Linked DNA regions of Mus musculus: regions 2 and 3 are each linked to region 1. A link is a contact called in public HiChIP or PLAC-seq and promoter capture Hi-C data. All regions are on one chromosome and are shown on one strand. Each heading gives the region's core, a stretch centred on a gene start, on an enhancer-like site or on the middle of the called end of the contact. The rest is flanking DNA. Distances are from core to core; before and after follow the strand shown. Region 1 overlaps Maml3 (mastermind like transcriptional coactivator 3). Region 2 overlaps Maml3 (mastermind like transcriptional coactivator 3). Region 3 overlaps Setd7 (SET domain containing (lysine methyltransferase) 7).

Region 1 (4,426 bases), core at 588-3,087:
AGTGCTGGCTAAATTTTGTGTGTGTGTGTGTGTGTGTGTGTGTGTGTGTGTGTGCGCGTGCACGCACGCGCGCACTCCTATGTGCAGCTGAGGTTAGAAGAGCTGGAGTTCCAAGTAGTCGTGAGCCTCCTGGCACAGAGGCTGGGAACAGAACTCTGGTCCGAGAGGGAGGAATTTGCATTCTTAACTGTGGAGCCATCTCCACAGTCCACAGTAAAGGCTTTTACTTATGTGAGTCCTCTGAAATCAGGTGGAGAGCTATGAAATATTCTTAATGTTAAAAAAGGACCTTTATGGCTGCAGGTATCTAGGTACACAAGAGACTTCCCTTATCTTCTAGTTCTGCTTGCTACATGTTTCTAAGCCCCTCCTTCCTACAGGATCAAGCTGTTTCTCACCTTGAGAGACAAATGGCTGGTCAACTTAACACTTCATGCTAGAGCTAGCCAGCCAGCAGAAGGACAGATAATAGTTTTTCTCTCATGCATTTCAGTCTGTTTAATATTTCCCAGTTTTGATGAAGAGAGATTTGAAGGGAAAATGAGATCCAAGGAAAGGCACCATTTTCTTTAGCTTGTTTTTGAAAAGAGCTGTTCTTTCTGGCCCTGTTTCTCTCCATGCACTTTGAGATTTTATTGCCCCATGTGACCTCTCTGCATAGCGGAGGAATGTAGCCAGGAGCGAAGGGCTGTGTTCATAGCCTTCTCTTCCCTGGGAAAAATAAGAGTGGCAATCGAGGTGACGATGTTCATACACCCAGCCACATTTTGTCCCTGTGGACACAGTCAAGCCATTACCTCTGGGGTTTTCATTCCCCAAATGGTCCTGTCCCCAAAGTTAAGGTTCTCAATGCTGACTACATGACCCAAAATGGCTGCAGTGTTGCCTGTCAAACACAGCATCTTTAGGGGCTCCCCAGCAAGTGCACAGGTGTGTGCCAAAGTGTGAAAGCCCACCATGACTGGCTTTACAAACGAAGCTGGTGCGGGCAGCTGTTTATGTCGCAGGGCTCTTTTAACCTCGAATCTAAGAGGGCTTAATGAGAAATAGTCTGTCAAACTCTAGGATTCCAAGTCCCTGCTCGTGTTTCTGTGGAGGACACACACTGGGTTGTGCAATTAGAGAAAGCCAGAGTGAGCTTTCGTCATGCGACATGTAATGCCTTGGAGCCAAATGATGCAGTATTTTTAGTTTTAATTACTGGTTTGTTCTCCACTCCCAGCCCAGCGACCTCCCCTTGCTTTCCACCCAGAATCTTAATACATTCTCCTCTCCTTGAATCCAATTTGCCACGCAGATCTTCCAGGCTCTCCAAACACTCTCACTTTTCAGTAAAATAAGGGAAGGGAGCGAGCGAGCGAGAGAGAGAGAGAGAGAGAGAGAGAGAGATCAAAACCAAAGAACCTGTCTTGCACATTCACCTTCCGCTCCAGGGACGAGAGCTTAACAATTTTCCAACGGCTAGAGCAAGGTAGGCGGGTGTAAACAACACTCTAGCCTCCCCCAAAGAGGCAGTTTCCGACTTCAAAAATCAGAGGCGATAAAAATATCTTCCGAGAACAGCCAGCTGTTTATTTATAAACCCACTTGTGGGGAAACTGGCTTTCTCTGAAGGGATTTTTTTTTTTACCCCCAGGAACATGCAGCATGTGGGTGATAGGGGCCAGAGATGCGGCGGGTATGAAAGATCATTGGTTCCTGGGAGGGACAGGATACGACATCCTATGTACTTGGATCCAGCAGACCCTGAGCTTCATCCTTTTCTAGGTGGCCCCGAAGGGACCCTCTTGAGCAGCTGTCGTTCTGCCGGTAGCCCAGCAGAGGGTGGTGTGAGCCCGGGACCGCACTCCAGGCCTCGCGCTGAGTTCCCCCCACCCTCCGTCCCCCCACCAACGCAGATGGCTTAATCAGGGCTGGGTCCCCCGCCCCGCCCGGGCCGCCGCTGCGGACGTGGAGCCAGGCAGTCAAGTGTTCCTGCGTACAGCAGGTAGCCTGGCAACTGCGAGCATAATACGGAGCAGATGGTGTTCGCACGGCGTGATGGACATCACACACGACAGCCTGAGACAATCCAGGAATTCCCTGGTGGCTCGAGGCCCTCTTTGCACAAAATGAGTTCTCTCACCATGGCGGTGCATCTTAAGGGGTGGAGGTCTCTCCCTTCCCCACTCTCTGACACCAAACTGGTTTCTTATTACCGACTTTTCTCCAGCCAGAGGGAAGAGGGACTTGGCAGGGTGGGGTGAGGGGTGCGGGTGGGGGGGGCAGGAAGAGGATATGGAAGAAAACCGAAGGATGGGGAGCAGGAGGAGATGAAGGGGGGCAGTGGCAGCCAGATCCAGGGGGGCACCTCGCTGTTGGAGGGAGCCAGAGAGGCACAAAGCCTGTGCAGGGAGAAGGGACCTCCGCTCACTCTACAACCGCGTGGCCTACCAGTCGCCCAAATGAAATTTAGGGTTTTCGTTAAAAAGTCCCCTGAGGCGTAATTTAGCCTCTTCAACTCCAGCCTATCTGCTTACAAGTCCTCAGGGGGCTCGGGCAAAGCGCGCAGGAGTGGGGCCGGGAGCTCCAGGCTAACCAGAGAGCGCCTCACTGCTTGGAGATCCTAACAAAGACCAGGAGCTCAGGAGCAGGGTGGGTGCCCTGGGGCCCCTGAGAAACTCAGTCTGACGCTCTGGGGGTGGGCATATTGCCCAGTGCCACTACTGCGCGTGTTCCTGAAGCCTGGAGACCACAGAGGAAAGGGCATGTATATAGATAGGGCTGTTGTGGGTAAGAAAGAGTTGGAGTAAATCAATAAGCAAACAGAAAGGCTACCTAGAAAACAAATCTCTCTCTCTCTCTCTCTCTCTCTCTCTCTCTCTCTCTCTCTCACACACACACACACACACACACACACACACACAAAACTGGGTCAAGTAATAGGGAAAAAAAATCCAAGCAGTCTCAGGCCAAATGAATTTTTGACTAAATTGTAAGTATCAAAAGACTTCATATACAGTAGAAGGCTAGAGGCTGTCTACAAAGGCAAGTTTTACATTTGAGCAGCAGGCAGGGTGAATCCATCACCAAAGGACCCCTGCTGTGACTCCCAGAGGCACGGGGCAGGCCATCTTGTCTCCATCCAGAGTCCCTTGAAAATCCTGTTTAAAAAGTGGTCAGTGACAATGGACACTTTGGAAGATGAAAAAGGCTAAGAAGATGTGAAAACTGCCTCCTCATTCCATAAGAGCAATCTGTGTACAGCCATGGCCATGAGTCCATCCAGCGGCTTCGAGCCTGGTCCAGGCTCACCTTACATTAGCATTCTCTGGGAGCATGGCAGAAATTCAGATTCCCCAACTCCACCAGGCCTACGGAATCAGACCAAGTTCTCCAGGTGATGGGAGATCCTGTAGGAGTTTGAGAATTACTGGAGCGAGTAATCCTGGCTGATTGCAGCCTGGCCCTGATTTGATTGCAAACTTGCATTTTCAAAATCAAGCCTGGTGCAGGCTTGCTCTGGCTCGAGTGTGAAATCTGCGGCATTGAGAATCAAACTCCCCCCTCCCTGCTCAGGGCTGTTAGGCTGGCTCAGTGATATTTGTCACGAAGACTAAGAATTCTCAAGAGAACTTGGGGCTATAACTCTTTCTAGAAGGATGGTATTCCACTTGCAACTGATCTCTAGAAGCTGAAAGGTAGCCAAGACCAAGGGATGAGGCTTGGGGGAGGGGAGTGGGAGTTGGGGGTTCCTTGCTAAGGGAGAGCATCAAGTATGCCCCGAATTTCCCTAGGGTAGCATGATAGAACGCTATGGATTGACAAATATCCCCTCTGGCTGGAAAGGGTTCTTTAAATAAAGAGGAGACCACAGGGCCACACTAGAAGATAACAGACTCATATGAGGAACTAGGCATAGGCAAAAACTCTGCTAGGTGCCTTTACCTATGTAATCAAACTCATTTCGTTGATTAGAAAGCGCAAGTCTCTGAGAGGCTAGGGAACTTGTCTGATTGTCCCACAGCTGGCGCAGCATCTTTGGGATTTGAACTTTTTCTATCAAAACAGACATCTGGTCTCAATTGAGCAGACCGCCCAGGAACACGCCGGAATAAAGAGCAAGTGATAGGAAGCGGGGAAAGAAGGAACACAGAATAAAAGGGTAGAAACTGTTAGAATCGAAAAGAAATCAAAGAATGAAACTAAATGTGAACAACAACAAAAACCAACTTTTTCTGAGACTCGAAATCAAGGTGTCTCTGTGCTATCAACTTTGACTTTTTTTTTTTTAAAGGGCAGGAGACTAGGCCATCCAACTGTAAGAGGAAGATGAAAGAAAGTAAATTAAAATCTGAGTTCCCTCTGAAGTCTGCCAAGTGTCAGGGCAGAAGCATGGCCTGTGGATGGTGGCAATCCTGTACAAACGTCCTTTTTCAACACATTT
Region 2 (4,426 bases), core at 836-3,335, 240 kb after region 1:
GGCTTCCTAATATCTTCATAAACCAATGCTCCTTTAGAGTTTTTAAAGAAGCAATCCTTTAAGCCTGGGTGCCCTTTTCAGTGTTCTCTCAGAACTGACACTTCCCACAGAGCTGTGGCTATGAATCCACACCAGTCCACTGGGCCTCTCTCCAGCAGCCACCTCCCTGGGGACTGTAAACTGAACGACCAGTACTCTAAGATGCTCCGCATCCTAACCCGGCAGATGCCAGTACCAGTACAACAGCCTTTCTGCTCATAGATGTGCAGGGAGCACTGTGTTTGATGCTGTTGCTAAGGAAACAAATACAACAAAACACCCACGGAGTGAAACTCCAGGATTCATGAATCACCCAAATTCGAAAATAACCATGCCACAAGGCAAGAATGGCGGCTCCTGTCCGAAATTCCAGCACTCAGAAGGCTGAGGCAGGAGGATCACCGTGAGTTCAAGGACATATTGGCTAGAGTGAAATCCTGCCAAGCCTTGCCTCTACAAAATAGTGCAGGGACACACAATGTGCCACATATTTCACAAGCATATGAGTGTGTGTGGGAGAGGTCTCATCAGCTTTTGCTGACTTCTCTTCTAGAGAAAGGGTTTCCCCCTTCAAAGCACTGGGTAAAGTTTTTATTCTCTCATTTCTACACGACAAACTTATTCATAGTCTAAACTGAGCCTCTACCTCTAATCTGCTAGCTGTTTTCTTTTGCTTTTTGTCAAGAAAATACTTCCCCTATTGGCTTAGCTTTCCTCCCGTTCTTGTTCTCTCTCCACAGCTAGAAATTGGCTGTCTTTGTGGAAGCCATTTCTCATGAAGATGCCATGTGTTTTATCACACCATGAAAATGGTGTCACCCTGACTTGGAAAGAGCAATAGAACAACCCTTTGGCAATAGGTGATTGGCCGTGGGCTTGGCTCGTTTATTTGGTAACCCATGGCAGCTTATAAATTTAAAATACAAATTTCTCCATTGAAAAAGCTGCAAATTCCTTTGATCCCAGACATTTGGAGTTTTTGTCGGGTTGTTTGCATAGCTTGCATGTGTGCACTAGCATGTATTGGTGCACATGTATAAAGAGGCCAGCAGTCAACCTCAAATGTTGTTCCCTAGAAGCCACCTGCCTTGTTTGTTGAGAGTCTCTCACTGGCTTGGAACTTACCAAGCAGTTAGAATGCCTGGCCAGTGATCTCCAGGGATCTGCCTGTCCCTCCATCCCTAATCCCAGGATAACAAGTATATATCACCATGCATGGCTTTGGGGGAAGGTGTTCTTAGACTTTTTATTATATTTTATTTATTTATTCATTTATTGTGTGTTGTAGGAGTCGATTTTCTCTGTGTACCTTGTAGGTTCCAGGGATCCAACTTAAGTCATTGGTTTTGGTGGAAGGTTGCCCTTCACCCACTGAGCCAACTCAGCAGCTTGTTTTGGGTGTCTTCAAATACACAAACTGTGACATCTGCAAGCACCAGGGATCCATTTGGGAACAACAACAACAACAACCAAACAAAAATGGTCCTTTCCTTGCAGCCACACTGAGAACACACTAAGGTTTATGACAAAATGATGTCCAGCCCATTGCTCAAAAGGCTTGTGAGCTAGCGCATCACAAAAATGGCTTTGGAACAAGTTTACAGACCTCATGAAAAAGCAGTTTCTAGCAGTTCACAGCTGTGATTTGCTTCCTATATAGGTCCGTTCAACAAGCCCCACGGTCACCAAATTTGACTCATGCTTTATATCTGAAGTATGAAAATACACGTGCAAAGTTTTTGACACTTCTCAAGGGGAATCTAGGGTTTAGACATAGACATGCCACAAAAGGGAAGAGATTTCCTAGAATCTGTAGCCCAAATATAAGCTATTTCATTTTATCTTTCAGATAAACACACTATCTGGACTATCTTCCAGTCAGTCTGTGTCTGATGAATTCACTCAGCCTTTTCGGTTTCCGTCAGGATTTGTTGCCACGAGTTCTCATCTGTCATATGACTAATCAGAGGAAGAGTCTAGTGTGCACCGTAAGTCAAGTTACTTGGCTCTTTGGATATTTTGCCTTTCTTAAAACTGCTGCAATCACACCACTGTCAGCTAAGTGAGCTGGCTTAGTCATCAGGCCAGACCCTGGGCCGTTCACACTGGCCTTTATGAGTGCATGTGTTCCCAAGCAAGCAGGATTCCTCCAACGAGTCATTTCAAACCCCAGGAGCTTTGCTCTGGCCGCAGAACACGCACAGCCAAGACAAATGGAATTCACTTTCCATACTCCTGTCTGTGGCTTTGGTCATTGCAGGAGCCAAGCTCAAAACAGTGCTCGGTTTATTGGCAAGGATTAAAACACTGGAAAATGTATTATTGATTTGTCTGGTTGGATCTAAACTGTAAAGGTTCGGGGTAGTAAGTTCATGTCTTAGACCAGAGACTTTTGGAAGTCTCTGTTTTGTTTAGCAAGTATTCCTGGGATAGAGACAGGGCGTCCCTCTTAGTTAGAGCTGTGTTGCTGGGTCAGAGATTATGAGGACACAATAACTGGAGCTCCAGAAATGGGGGGGGCGTGGCCAACAACATCTGTGAACATCCCAAGTTCGTGCCTCGAATCAAAACTACTAATTTTCCAAAGAAACAACTCGGAAAAGGTGACTCCTGCCATGAGAGTCATTCACTTGTGGGCAAAAATGGAGGGGAAATGTCATTTATTTTGAATCCCAATTGCTTTGATATATCCTACTGAAGCAAGAGCAACAATAGATACAGATGTACGAACACGGAATTATCATTTTATTATTTTTATGAAGGGTAGACTAGAGAAGCGACATTCTTCATTCTCCTATTCACAGTTACAAGCAGATTCCACAAGCCTAAGGCCAATTCACATAGAAGTATTTTCCATGGCTTTCTGCATCCAGAATATTTATGAGTTCAAAGTGTTGTTGATGTATTAAAGGCATACCTGTTCTTATGAAAATGAACTAGCCAGCCAGGCACTGTGGTGAATGCCTTTAATCCCAGCACTTGGGAGACAGAGGCAGGCTGATCTCTGAGTTGGAGACCAGAATGTTCAATATAGTAAGTTACAAGATTGTTACATAAAGAGGCCCTCTCTCAATAAACCAAAACCTAACCAAACCAAGAAAAGCAAAAACAAAAAGAAAAAATAAAAGAAAATGCACTAACCAAAAAAATTTAGTTTTCTTTTACATTTAGTTGAACTTAATAAGTATCTGTCACTTACATACCATGTTAACTACAATCGCAGGGGATCCTGAAGAATATAAGATAGAGTTTCATCTCTTTATGGCCTTCTAATGTCATTGAGAAAAAGTACAAACACAGAAAAGTAGCTAAGTAATGTCCATGACTTGACTCAGTTTTCCCACTTGTAAAATGAAGGAGTCAAAGTAGATGATTCCTGGGTCCTTCCAGGTAAGCACCGCTTTTTAAAAACGCTGTGCATGTGTGCATTAGTGCATGCATGTGTGCATTAGTGCACGCATGCATGCATTTTCCTGGGCGTTCACTTACCATGCCCCATGTGTGGCCAGAGGACAACATTGGATATCAGTCTTCTACATTGCCTTGTTTGAGACAGAGTCAGAGTCTCTTGTTCACCACTGTATGGGCCTGGTCAGTTGACATGTGAGCTTTGGGAGAATTCTGCCTCTACCCACTCCCACCAACCACTTTCCCCACCTCTTCCTGTTGCTGTAGGAAAACTGGGATTACAGACATACACTCCTCTGTCTGCCTTCGATTGGTTTCTGGGAATTGGAACTCAGATTCTCATATTGTATGCCAAGCAAGTTATGCACAGATCTATCTCCTCTGTCCCTATAGAGCTTTTAACTGATACTTACATGCCTGCTTAGGAAGACTGCTACAGTGTAACAGTCAAATTCAAATGTAGCCTACAAATAATCAATGCAATCAGAAGTCTGAACAGAGAGAAATCGGCCACAGGGTGTGGCAAAGGAGTCTTGGAAAAGCAAAAACTTCAACTTGGCCTTGGGAGTGGAGCTGGAGGGGAAGGGGAGGGGGTCACTCTTCCCTCGGGATGCAGAGGACTTGTTCAGCAAGACTGAAATGATCTTGAGCAGGACCAGCTAAGTCAAGTTTGTAATCCACTCTGTGGCTGAAAGGGTTACATGTTGTCAAGTGGTGGCTTTAAGTAGGGGAAGCCATGGATGGCAGTCCTTTTAACCTGTAAATCAGATCACCCCATTCTCAGGCTGCACAGCTGTATCTCAGCTCTCTCAGAGAGAGAGATTGCTACAAAACTTGCCAGTGCTATAAAGCTCTATATCACCGACTCCTCCTGTCCCCAACACTTCTCTCCCATACTAGCCTCCTGAGTCCCATCCTCAAATAGCAAGCATGGTTAATGCACTCTGTGTTCTGCTACCCCATCCTATATTTGCTGGGA
Region 3 (4,426 bases), core at 1,228-3,727, 150 kb before region 1:
CACTGCCCAAGCTCCTAAGGCACACACTTGGTTACCACCAACTTGTTTCACAAACTCCAGCCCCACCCCATTGGTATCTCCCCATCATTTATTTGGGTGAGAAGATTTTGCAGAGAAGAGTGAAAATAAAGCCAGTCATTTCTCTACTGGCTTCTCCCCTGGGTTAACAACTGGGATCATGGGTGCAAACATTCAATACCGTGCAATGCAGGGACATTACTCAATATGGCTTCCAGATGGCCTATTAGCATCTATTAGCATCTCCGAATCTCCTAGCATTTCTATTTAAGATGATAAAGTCCCAGGGTAAGGACAGAACTCAGGGGTAGAAGGCTTAGTTGGCGTCCCCGAGAACCTAAGCAATACCCAGCCCTGCAAAGTTAAAAAAAAAAAATTAAAAGAGATAGAAGGCTATAGTCTCTTAGAAGAGATGATAAGTGGTCATAAAAAAAATGCTCTTTATATTACTGACGACTGAAACATAAAATCATAGCAAAAAAAGACCGTATTTTATCACTCTGACTATATGGAATGAGTTACCTGGGACATAGTACAATGATTCATGCTATTATTTATCTGTGGATTGAGTTACCTAGGGCATTGCACAATAGCACATGCTATGATTTATTTGTTTATTATGTGGATGTGTGTGCCTGCTTGAGTTCATGTGCACCACACACGTAGCCTTCTGAGGACAGATGAGGCTGTTGGAGCCCCCGAAACTGGATGAGAGCCATCATGTGGGAGCTGGGAGCCCAACTGGAACTGTCTTAGCATGGAGTGGCCTCTTTGGGCCCGTATATGGCTATATAAACACACCACAGACAGGTTAGTTTCTTTTTTAACACAAACTTTTTCTCCAAGAGTCAGGAAATCAAGGGTCAGAGGGAATCCAAGCTAGTCCAAGCTTGCTTTCTTTTGGTAGAAAAACTAAATTACATGATATAATTCTAATAGAGTCATATGGAATAATTTGGACAACTATTTTCTAACCATCTACTGATGACATTCTTTCACTGAAACAGGAAAAAAAAATGCCATTAACACTCCTATGTATTTAGTGTCCTACTTTCGATTTGGTGGATATATCAGAATAATTAGGTTAGTCTCTCACGAGAGTAATTACTGATGTGTACGAATACTCCCACAATGGAGAAAGGTGCACACCCTTCAGACTTTAAAAAGAGATTGCTAATAAAATTGTTTTTCTACTGTAGATCAAGAGAAACATCATGATAAACATGGACACGGAGGGGTGAAGGAAAGCCAGTGTAGTGTAATCCATCTATATTCCTTTCTCCCTGGCCTATATCTGAATCAAACACTACAGGTGCAGGCATGCTCCGCACAGAACTCAGATATTAAAAGTGGAAGAAGGTACCATGTAACTGAAAGCAGGCAGAGGTCAGTTCTGACCCCAGAACTGATTTTCATGAGGACAATAAAAACCTCTGCTCCATGACTGGCCTGTCTGGACCCTTCTGCAACAGGCCAGTGGGAGGAAACCCCTCCACTCTTTGCTGGAGGATTCTGAGTGACACCCACCTCTCTGAGGACCTTGTGCATCTAGAAGGAGAAACACGTGGACGGTGAATTTCCCTGCTGGTCTGTCTGCACATGAAAGTCCTGAGATCTGTCAGACCTCTCTCAGGATTTCCACCTTGACTTGGTTTGTTTTGTATTCTCAGGTGTAAGCAATGCAAAGATTAGAAACTAGAGAGTGTCTGAAATTTCCACATTTACATTTATGGTGTCAGTTTTCCAGACTGCTAAGTAGCTAAACCAAAACAGCAGAACCAAACAACCTGGGTGTGGCAGTACAATTCTGCCATCTTACTACTAGGGATTAGGAGTTGATCGCCTTGGTAGGCAGCAAGTTTGAGGCCAGCCTGGGGCTGCGTAACATTCAGTCTCTGACACAAAGCACACCAGAGCAGAAGGGAAGGAACAGACAACCATAATCAGGACAATAGCAACAGAAAGACTTCGGACAAACCTAGGGAAGAGATTAGGATGTTAAAATCCTGCTGCCTCTGAGCACAAGGACTGTGAGCGGTCTCAGCACCCTTCTTACTCAGATGCTGCTAGCATAGCAAAGTTGTGTGGCATCACAGCTTAAGCAGCCAACCTAACATCACTCACTATCCAGAGAAGAAAACAACGATGAAGCTACTTGTTTGGGGCAGTGGGGGCGGGGCTAAATGCTTTTTTGGTACCTTGTTGAAACCTCAGATGCCTAAACACTACCACATGACCTGTGAGAGAAAGCTGATAGCGCTAAATTCGTGCAAGGTTGGGGAAAGCTCTGGCCTCCAACCCACCCATCCACTTTCTTTCTAGAGAAAGGCAAACAGGAGCCCAAGGGGAACCTTGCTGATGGCAGAGCACGAGCTGCCTGCAACTGCGGCTCCAGAGACCCCACACCCTCTCCTGCCCTCTGGCACACACATAAGCAATACGAGTAATTTAAATTAGAAAGTGAAAGAGAAACTTAGGGGAACTAAAAGGATGGCAGGGAAGCATGGGGCGATGCATTCAAAGTACATACTTGTATGAAAATAACCTTACATAACCCAAGTACGAGGAAAAGAAAATACATATTTAAAAAAAAAATCAGTATTTCAAGTTGTATGACCACGTAATGACTGTGCACTATTGAGCCAAATGGTTCACTGTGATGACATATCTTCTTAACAAAAACAAAACCCAAACCAGAAACAAACAAAAAAAACTACCAGCGATGCCCAGGCTCCTTATAGAGAAACGCAAGGAGACTTTGTGGGCAGGCTGCAGAGAATGCCAGGATTCTTAACATCATATCCTGGCTGCAAATTCCAATCCCTTGCCTGTGTTGCTAACTCAGTGTGGAAACTCTAGTCCTTGCTGAAGACTACAGAATGCGCCGAGTCAGCTAACCCCCTTGCAGGCCAGTTCCCAGTACACAGAAGGTGGGCACCAGGCCCAAACGCCAGGCCAAACTCACTGGAATGATCGCTTTGTGCTAATAACACAGCCCCAGCAAGCAAGGCACCCAGGATCTGTCTACAGAAAGACTGAACCGGTAGCCAGAAAAAAGAAAAAATTAACGGGTCTGATTTTCTTTCCATTCTGTTCTAAAGATTTTTATCCACCAAGCAAATAGAAACATTTTCCCTAGACTCACCTCTGAGCAGAGGTATTTTTTCCTTAACTTGATAAGACTGGTGGTCTGTTACGTTGCCCTGGGATCAGAGATGGGTCACTGCCTGCTTCCAACTTAGAAGAGACCTGAGCGCTCTGGGTGAATATTTCCCTCAGGACGAGAGACCTTGGCCCATACTGGTTTTTTTGCATACAAAACTCGGCTCCTCCTCTCCCTCAGAAAAATCATTTAAGAAAAGCAAGTTTACTGATGCCGGAAGCAAGCCTTCCTCATGAAGGATACACAGTGGCTCAGAAAGGCACAGGAACACAGGTGTGAGCTGGCAACGGCTGCGGTTTTCATGTATGGCTCACAGAGAATGGTGAGCATTCTGTCCCAGGCCCAGGGTGCAGACACAGATAAGAGACAGGCAGGGCTGGACAGTACGGGGGTTGTTAGTAAAATAACCCTGACTGTTTGGAGCGGACGGGGATGCCAGACCATGGAGCTACGTGTTTTCACTGTGGGCCCTTGTTCTGAGGACTCTGACATTTTTCCATTTTGAGCTCTTTCCCTCAGTGTCTCTTACACATTTCCAGGCTTTTCTTTGTCTTTTTTCCCCCCTATCCTCATAACTGCACGTCTGATACCACGAGAGCCTCAGCTATTGCTACATGTCTTCCCACTGCCTAGCGCATCAGTTTAACTTCCCGAGCAGGGCTCTGACCCTGTCTGTCACTCCTCTGTTCCAACACACAACCAACACTCTCAGCCTGTGGCCCCGCTTCCTTTTGCCATATCCCCCTCGTGGGCCATTTTCTCTTTTCAGCCTCATGTTTCAGCTGAAGTAAAAAGAGTATTTTCTGGGGTGGGGGTGGGGGCGGCACACAATTGCCTCTCACCTATATGCACCAAGCGCTTGCTTGCTCTCTCTCTCTCTCTCTCTCTCTCTCTCTCTTTCTCTCTCTCTCTCTCTCAGGTTAATTCTGCCATCTCTTCAGGGAAGGCTCATCCCATGTACTTCTCTAGGCTGCAGGGAATTGCTGGCCTCAAGGTGCATGCATCCATGTCTTAGTCCTTCCCCAACCTACAGGATTCACCAAGAGCCCTGGCTGGCCTCCAACTTACAACAATCTCTCACCTCAGGCTCCCAAGTGTGGGTCAGATTTGATGTTTATTTATTTGTGAGAATGTATGCATACTATATATGCCCAGGTAAGCACAAACCTGGTGCTAATGTGGAAGCTGGAGGACGATAAAAGTCAGTTTTCTCATTCTTCCATGTGGGGACTAGGGATCGAACTC

The links. HiChIP or PLAC-seq counts read pairs in DNA pulled down with a chosen protein or histone mark. Capture Hi-C pulls out chosen DNA fragments and counts their contacts.
Region 2: an H3K27ac HiChIP or PLAC-seq map of trophoblast stem cells shows a contact between it and region 1, with 4 times the contacts expected there. The contact joins two enhancer-like sites. A contact is called at or near these places in 1 of 15 datasets of contacts at CTCF or cohesin (pro-B cells), 5 of 484 Hi-C or Micro-C datasets (bone marrow-derived macrophages, embryonic fibroblasts, nephron progenitors and 2 more), 18 of 115 datasets of contacts at active chromatin or transcription factors (bone marrow-derived macrophages, cardiomyocytes, craniofacial prominence and 14 more) and 1 of 9 other capture datasets (embryonic stem cells).
Region 3: a contact with region 1 is called in a promoter capture Hi-C map of liver, with 2.3 times the contacts expected there. The contact joins two enhancer-like sites. A contact is called at or near these places in 1 of 39 promoter capture datasets (pre-B cells), 6 of 115 datasets of contacts at active chromatin or transcription factors (bone marrow-derived macrophages, embryonic stem cells, pancreatic cancer cells and 1 more) and 1 of 9 other capture datasets (liver).

What each region holds. Positions count from the first base shown.
Region 1 is chr3:51,699,659-51,704,084 of GRCm38.p6, forward strand. The region is part of intron 2 of Maml3 (mastermind like transcriptional coactivator 3); the gene reads right to left. Among named protein-coding and RNA genes, the nearest start is that of Gm46803, 5.8 kb to the right of the region's middle. Within about 2 kb of position 1,838, at least 210 of the 459 cell types and tissues checked have an H3K27ac peak or open chromatin away from gene starts, as enhancers often do. A contact at or near this core is called in bone marrow-derived macrophages, liver, pancreatic cancer cells and 3 more, where this site is marked.
Region 2 is chr3:51,941,731-51,946,156 of GRCm38.p6, forward strand. The region is part of intron 1 of Maml3 (mastermind like transcriptional coactivator 3); the gene reads right to left. Among named protein-coding and RNA genes, the nearest start is that of Maml3, 160 kb to the right of the region's middle. Within about 2 kb of position 2,086, at least 66 of the 459 cell types and tissues checked have an H3K27ac peak or open chromatin away from gene starts, as enhancers often do. A contact at or near this core is called in pancreatic cancer cells, trophoblast stem cells and uterus, where this site is marked.
Region 3 is chr3:51,550,779-51,555,204 of GRCm38.p6, forward strand. The region is part of intron 1 of Setd7 (SET domain containing (lysine methyltransferase) 7); the gene reads right to left. Among named protein-coding and RNA genes, the nearest start is that of 5031434O11Rik, 7.0 kb to the right of the region's middle. Within about 2 kb of position 2,478, at least 232 of the 459 cell types and tissues checked have an H3K27ac peak or open chromatin away from gene starts, as enhancers often do. A contact at or near this core is called in bone marrow-derived macrophages, liver, pancreatic cancer cells and 1 more, where this site is marked.